Linked DNA regions of Anser cygnoides: region 2 is linked to region 1. The links are chromatin contacts, called in public Hi-C maps. All regions are on one chromosome and are shown on one strand. The core of a region is the stretch at or near the end of the contact, and the rest is flanking DNA. Distances in the headings are between cores, read along the strand shown. Region 1 holds the start of FDX1 (ferredoxin 1). Region 2 holds the start of ACAT1 (acetyl-CoA acetyltransferase 1).

What was found. A called contact is a pair of places that touch in the nucleus more often than the background predicts.
Region 2: a contact with region 1 is called in a Hi-C map of liver, with 2.3 times the contacts expected there. The contact joins the promoter of ACAT1 here to the promoter of FDX1 in region 1. A contact is called at or near these places in 2 of 7 Hi-C or Micro-C datasets (both in liver).

The regions. Positions count from the first base shown.
Region 1 is chr1:194,176,877-194,180,721 of Taihu_goose_T2T_genome, reverse strand. It overlaps FDX1 (ferredoxin 1), which reads left to right and starts at 1,607. Exons shown (of 4, transcript XM_048047055.2): 1 at 1,607-1,888. The coding sequence starts at 1,716.
Region 2 is chr1:195,058,810-195,062,654 of Taihu_goose_T2T_genome, reverse strand. It overlaps ACAT1 (acetyl-CoA acetyltransferase 1), which reads left to right and starts at 1,836. Exons shown (of 12, transcript XM_066989828.1): 1 at 1,836-1,944; 2 at 3,731-3,778. The coding sequence starts at 1,888.

The DNA of each region.
Region 1 (3,845 bases), core at 358-2,857:
GGATACCAGCATACTAATTGAGGATATGGCCTCCTGCTGTTTATTTCAGTGACTGTTCTGTGATATATTCAAGTATGCTGACTGTATTTATGTAAAAGTATGATCTAATAAACATATTCTGTGCATTGGTTTCAGTTATATTTAATGAATGTCGCTCTGTGAAAAGTGTGTTTGAACAAATGCAATTACTTTGCTTGTAATCAAAGAAAAACTGAAAGGGATTCTGCTTGTACTACACAGTGGTAACCCACCTGACTTCAGTTACTTGGCGCCTCTGTGACAGTTACTACAGAAATTGCCTAGAAAAAAATAAAGGACCTCCACCTGCCAGCTGAAATTTAGAGATACACTGCGCATCTAAGGTAACTGTAACACTTCTAAAATCCCATCTTAAAGCTAGGTGGGGAGAGACAAATATTTCTTTTACAGAAAGAATACTAGATTGTAAAGGATAACAACAATAAACATTTTTTCCAGAAAACTGGCACATTTAAGTCACTTGGTTTATGAATAGAAAGTTTGGTGGCTCTTTACCTTTCCACCACAACCTTCTCCTTTACTTAAAGAAAATACATTGTATAATGTCATCTCCCTCACTGATCTTACTCTGATGCAACAAAAATATACTCCTGAAATCCTAAGGCATCAGGAACAACCTTGTGTACCTAAGAGCACTAGAAGCAAACAATTCTTCCTTTTCCCCATTTATTTCCACTCCTGTTTGAAAATATTTCAAAGTAAATGCTGTATTTTTTCCTTCTTTCACTCTCCAATTTAAGTATGTTAGGATGATCTACTTAATAACATAATCAAATCTTGTAGGCCGACATGTATATTGCAGGGAGACAACTTAAGTCTGTGTGTGGTCTGTACAGCTGAGGAAGTCTCAACATTTCCATACTGATATTTGAGCTCTCCTCCCGCTAAAACCTCTGATAGCTTTGCTGTCCCTCTGCTGCTGCCTGGGATTTAGAAGTTGATATTCTGCCAGAAGAAACAGCAGCAAGGACCTAGGAACTTCTCTGTGATCCTGTGTGGCCAGCCCAGGGGACAGCTGAGACCTCTGAGCCACCAACACCACCCCACCACCACCATCACCACCACCACCATCACCATCACCACCATCATTGCCACCAACCCATCACCACCACCACCATCACCACCATCACCCCACCAGCACCACACTATCAACAGCACCACCAGCATCACCACCAACCATCACCACCATAACCACCACCACCACCACCACCACCACCACCACTACTACACCACACCACACCATCACCATCACCATCACCATCAGCACACCACACCATCACCACATCACCATCACCACCACCTCTTCCCTGCCCAGAACCACAAATCCCCATCCGCCACACGCCAGGTTTCTTAAACCACCATTGCGGATTTAATAAGAACTCCTTGGGCCAGCAGACCCTCGAAATCCCTCCCAGCCCCAGCCGGGGACGACAGGAGGACACGCCGGGCTCTGAGGGACCACCCTCAGGGGCCGGCCGGTGCAGCGAGCGCCGCCCAGCACCATTACGGCGCAGCGCCGCGCACTTTGCGTAACCCCCGCCGCTCCCGTGGCGCCGTCCCCTCTCGACGCCGTCAGCAGTGGGCGGGCAGCGCGCTACGCAGGCGGCGTAAACCCTTACGAGAGTCGCCGTAGACGGCGGCAGCACTGGGACTTTGCCTCCTTTCCGTGCCGCAACATGGCGGCCCCGCCGCCCGCCCGCCTCCTCAGCCTTCTCCGCGCCGCCGCCGCCTCCTCCTCCTGCCGCCGCTGGCTCCTCTCCTCCTCGCCGGCAGCTGGGACGAGGCCGGGCTGCGGCTCCGCTGCCTTGTTGGCCCGGCCCTTCGGCCTCTCCGCCCGGGCGGCGCGCAGGTAAGGGCGGCGGAGCGGGCACGGCTGAGGGCAGCGATCGTTGGGCGGCGGGGGCGGCCCCGGGCACCCGCCCCCGGTCCGTGATGAGCCCTGAGGAGCTCGGGGCAGGGCCCGGCCGCGCTTCGTCTGTCAGGGGGCGGCCCCTTGGTGACCCCCGGCCGGGCTCAGGGGGCCGTGAGGGGGTTTGGGGCCGGTGTATTCTGTTTTTTTTGTTTTTTTTTTTTTTTTTTTAATTTCGTAAGGTTGACTAAATCGGTGGTGGAAGCGCAGCACAGATCTGAAGATCTCCCCTGCTTGTGGTACAGTTTCTCTTTACCGAGGAGCACATACACAGATGTGCAGGGCCCCTCCTGCCCTCAGCGTGTGCTGTGGCATGCTCGAGCCCTGTAGGCACCAATATTGCACAGTCCACGACTACAGATTTGCAACACTACACGTAATCAGAAACTTGTTTATGCGTGGCCTCCGAGACTGTAGCCTGTGTATCCAAAGGTCTGAGCCCGCAGGTAACTTGCAGTATTTAAAATACACTTTTAAAAGGCAAATTAACTTGGTTGTCAGAGGAGTTTCTCTGACTAAGAACAAAACCCACAATGGGCTGCCCAACATCAGGGCAGCCTAGCCTGTTTCCAGAGGGTTGGGTAGTGCCCTCGCCATCAAAGTCGTTTCAGCAGTTTGGTTTTAAACAAACGCTCCTGTAGGTGCTCTTCACTTTGTGCCAGCAGATACTTTTAATCTTTTAATACAGAGAGACAAACAAGCCTCGTAGTTCAGGACTCCTGTACAAGGCGTGTATGGTGCCTGTTTAGGTTGCTTCTCTGAGTGACTCTAATGCCTTAATAAATAGGTCTCCACTAACCTGCCGAGACCATCATTAATTTTGAGGTCACTGAAAAAAACAAAACAAACAAACAAACAAAAACACTTTGAAAAGCATTGTCAGAACTCTAAAAAAATATTAAGTTATTGAGCAGGGTAAAATAAGATGAAATGGTCTACTGAAAAGGGAAGACATTTCCTTACCTAATTGTTATATAAGACCAAGAATCCCTCAGGTCCTTCACACAGACTGAATGCAGGCTTGTAAACAGACCGGCCATCTATTCACACACATTGCACAAGCATACCCGCAAAAGAGTTCGCACAAGCAAGCATTTCAAATGTATTGTTTAAATAATACGTTATAATCCAGCTAAATGACTTGGAAGGAAAAAAACTTTTGGTTTCTTTCATACATGAGTAGTTCCTCAATTTACGTGCAAGTTATTTTTCTCTCGTCATACCTTTATTGGTTGAATTGGTTCCTGAAATTTGTATAGTCAATGTTAGTCCAGTAAAAACATTCATTCCTCGTTGTTTTTACATGTAAAGTTACCTGTATTTATGTTTAGAGGATGAAGACCTAAACAGGTAAAATTGTCAGCAGAAGAGATTCTTGTGAGCAGAGGTTTCCAAAGGGGGTCAGTGGGGCATCAAACATTATGTTTTCCTTCCCAGTTTTGTTATGTATCTTCAGTCTGTTTTCTTCCCCGTTTCCCCACCTTTCATTTTGTGATGAACAGTAGTTATCTAAGAATTCTTTTATAGCAGTTTAGATATTTAGACAGTATTTTTGGTGTCACCATGTAATTGCTGCATGTTTAAGGATTAGTTCAGATTTGTAACTTCCATATTCTAAGACTTCTGTAATAATTTAATGAAATTCTACTGGCAATTAGGGCTGTTGAATGAACCAAAAAAATCTGGAAATAATGGAGTAGGTTTCTCCACGTGCAGCAGAAGGATGCAGTTATCTTTTTTTGATTGTTTGTTTGAAGGAATATAGATGGTACTTGGAAGTAGTGGCTGAAGATGCAGAAGGGCACCTTTTTTAAGGGAGGAGTGGTGGCTGTCAGGTATTCTTGCAGTACGTGTCCTGTTTGCACAGGAGGGACAGCGAACAGCACTTACAGCTCTT
Region 2 (3,845 bases), core at 587-3,086, 880 kb before region 1:
ACGAAGCACAGAGGGCCCTGGGGGTATTGCAGCACACTGTCTATGTGCTCAGTTACGTGGAGTCATAAAACTGCAGAAATAAACTAGTAGAGGCTGAGACGGTGGTTATAGTGAGAATGGGAGCTTGGAGGAAATAGCACCCATTTGAATCCTCCTGAATTAGCGTGTTTGGGTGCTGTCTTGCAAAACCCTGTAGCTGCCCAGGGGCTGAGGAGCACTGGATCTTCTGTGGAAATTCCACTCCCTGTGAACGTGGCTTTGGGAAGCCTTAAAACTACAGGATCCCTCGCCCTTTCATTGGGACAGTGACGTAGTATCTTGGAAAAGCATAGCTGAGGCTGGTTGGTATGTACTGGAACTAGCCACATGGTGAAGCATGTGTTCTCCAAATTTTGTTAGCGCTGACAGAGAAGCTGTCACCCTGGGAATGAAAACCCATGTGTAAGGCAAGTGTCCCCCTTGCTCTGAAAGGACTGCGAACATCCCTGCAAAGAGCTGCACTCGGAAAAGAGGGCAGAGGTATCACTGTGCTAGTGGGGCAGCATTGTTGGGCTGGAAAGGAGACCTAAAGCACGTGAGCTGCAGAGAAAGGCTCCTCAGAAGGAGCAGTTCCTGGCACTATTCCAGGTGGGAACACCTAGGGAAGAGATGGACGGCAACCTAGCCCCTTACTTGCAGGGTTTGTATAAAGAAGCAAAGGGGAAAGGCCAAGGGATGCTGAAGCTGTGCCTCCTTTGCTTGCCCCCAGGCTGTCTGGCTGGAAGCAGGGCTTGGGAAGGTGTCCTCCATCTCTGTTGTAATAGCAGGAGACAATTGCTGGGGCTGTTGACCCTGTGTCTGCCTTGTAATGCACTGCAGCTGCTGTAATAAGTAACAGGGTATAGCTATTTTAGATGACAAGTCAGAGGTAACCCTAATTTGTGGAAGCTTGTCCCCGTTCCTCCAGAATAAATTAATAAATATTAAAATGAGGAGGGGGAGGCAGTTTAGTTTGTAAAGAAACTGTGTGTGTCCTGGTGTGCAAAAGTAGGTTAACAGCTATCGTATGCAGGTGTCCCTCCTCAGGCTGCAGGAGCTTCTGTCACCCTGCCAGGCCATGCAGACGCAAGCACCAGGCAAGGTGCTACAGTCCTGCTGCATGCCTTCTTTGCTACAGCTGTTGCTGAGAGTCACGGGATCAGCGCTCCTTTTCCTGGGAAGGTCAGCAGCCCACATTCAAGGGTACCCGCACAGGCACGTGATTTCTCATGGGATTGTGCCTCAGTGCTTGGAGGACTGTGGTTTATGCCCAAGGGGCAAAGCTGCCCCACTGCATGGGTGCCATCCTGCTACCTGGGCTTACTGAGTGAGGGAGGTGGAGGCACAGGGTGTCATGGGCGATAAAGAACAGTGGAAAAAATGACAATCCAGCATTCTAAAATTGACATGGTCAGATGATGAGTTTAACGGGTTGCCCAGGGAGGTGATGGAGTCACCGTCCTTGGGGGTGTTCAAGGAAAGGTTGGATGTCGTGCTTAGGGAGATGGTTTAGTGGGTGACATTGGTGGTAGGGGGATGGTTGGACCAGATGGTCTTGGAGGTCTTTTCCAAGCTTAATGACTCTGTGATTTATTTCTATGAGGGCAAAGCCAGGTCCCCACAAAATCAGTGCCTTATAGGGACAAACCATGCATACAGTTATTTGCTTCACAGAAGACCCCACCAGCGCTCCAACGACTGATGGGGCCCCTCAGCCCCCTGAGGCGGGGCGAGGGCAGGGCTGACATGACACCGAGCCCAGCCAATAGCAGGGCCGATCCCGGTCCCGCCTCCGCCGCGCAGACCAATGGGGAGCCGGGAGGGGATCGGGGCGGTGCTGTCCGTGAAGGTGACGGGGCCGGCGGCAAAATGGCGGGCGCAGCGGGGCTGGGCCGGCGGCGCGCGGCGGTGGCCGGGCTGCTGCGGGTGAGGCGCGGGGCGGGGGGGGCGGCGTGAGGTGGGGGGGGGGGGGGCGCTGCTCGGCCCCATCCTGTCACGGCCCTGGCACCGCCGTGCGGCCCCGGGGGCTCACCCAAGGTCATGGCTGTGTCTAAGGAGGAGGAGGAGGAGAAAGAGGAGGAGGAGAAAGAGGAGGAGGAGAAGGAGAAAGAGGAGGAGAAGAGGGAGGAGGAGGAGGGAAGGAAGGAGGAGGTGAGGTAGGCGTAGGCGTAGGGGTAGGGGAGGCAGCCGGGTGTGGCCGCGCTTGGAGAGGCGCTGTGAGGAGAGGAGCTGGGAGGCTGCTCCCCACCCGCCCGGAAAGTCTTTTTTTTTTTTTTTTAAATAAAAGTCTGTCGTTGGCACGGAGCATGGCCGCGGCTAGCAGGAGGCGGCTGCAGCGTTGTCTCCTTTCTTTCCAGTGTGCCGCAAAGGCGAGAGCCGGGCGTGATGTGGTAAGCACGCACGGTGATCCCGTGTGGGGGCAATGCAGGAGAGATCCTGTGAGCACACACGGTGATCTAGCCGGGGGGTGATCCAGGAGAGATCCTGTAAGCACGTGTGGCTTTGGTGCTGTGGGGTTTGGTGCTAACGAAGCCTTTACAGCCCTTGCCCGGTGCAGATGTAGGTCACTTTGAGAGAAATTTCGTTCAAAACTCTGTGTTGGAAACCCCAGCCTGAGCTGGGGGGGGGGGGGGGGGGGGGGGGGGAATAATGTAAAAACAATCGGAAAAATGTGTTTTGTTAGTTGAAGTTTGTCAGATGTCAAGAGAAACATGCAGTGCTTTGAGCTGTCAGTGCAGTACCAGCAGGCGTTGTTTGACTCGTAAGATGGATGGTGCCTTTGTGGCGTCCGGGGGTGGCTTTTACTTTTAATTAGTAATCATTCAGCTCTCATCCAGCGGTCAGAATGTCTTCAGTGTGCTGGAACTTTGTCTGAGTAAATGGCTTGAACTCTGTGTTCTAAACTGCTGGTTTCTGTTGGAAGGTAAACGCTAACGTTTGCAGTAACACCTGCAGGTGTATCTCTGCCTATTGCACTGCTGCTTACGTGGAGCTCCTTGCCGGTGGATTAGCCTGTTCAGGTGTGGTTTCTGTCTTTTCCTTGGTTTCATTGGCATCTCTTGTAGCATTCTGAACTTGTTATTCCCACTTTTGCACATGAAATGCCAATGAAATGATGCTGTAGGTGTAACCTGCCACCATTTAAAAAGCAGAGAAGTTAGTGAAAGCAAGGAACGAACCCAAGTCAAGAGAAGCAGACAGACTGTTGCTGTAGACAGACTAATGCTTCTCAAGATAGGTAGCTCTCTGGTTGTCAGACTGTTTGTAAGCGTACATAGTTAGGCACTGGGACGGGTTGCCCAGGGAGGTGGTGGAGTCACCGTCCCTGGGGGTGTTCAAGGAAAGGTTGGACGTGGTGCTTAGGGACGTGGTTTAGTGGGTGACATTGGTGGTAGGGGGATGGCTGGACCAGATGATCTTGGAGGGCTTTTACAACCATAATGATTCTATAACAGATTTGGCAAAAATAAAATGCTTTTTGTTTTTAAAAGAGTATCTGATTATTTTTTCAGGAGATATTTTCATCACAGATGTTATGGTGAGACTTTGTACTAGACGACATATTAAAAAAGGCATTTTATGATTTTTGTATTTTAGTAGTCTGTGCTTCTTAGACTATTTTTTGCAAAAAAAAATATTTGGAAATGGTACATTACTGAAATGTTGATACGTTGCTTAGTTGATATGGAATTCTGAGGACTTTATTTTTCAGGCTTTGAAGTATACAAGCCGTGGCTATGCATCACAACGTACTTTAAATGTAAGTATAAAGTGCCGTCTGAGCGCAATAAATCACTGTTAAATCTGCTTCTTAACCTCTGAAGTTC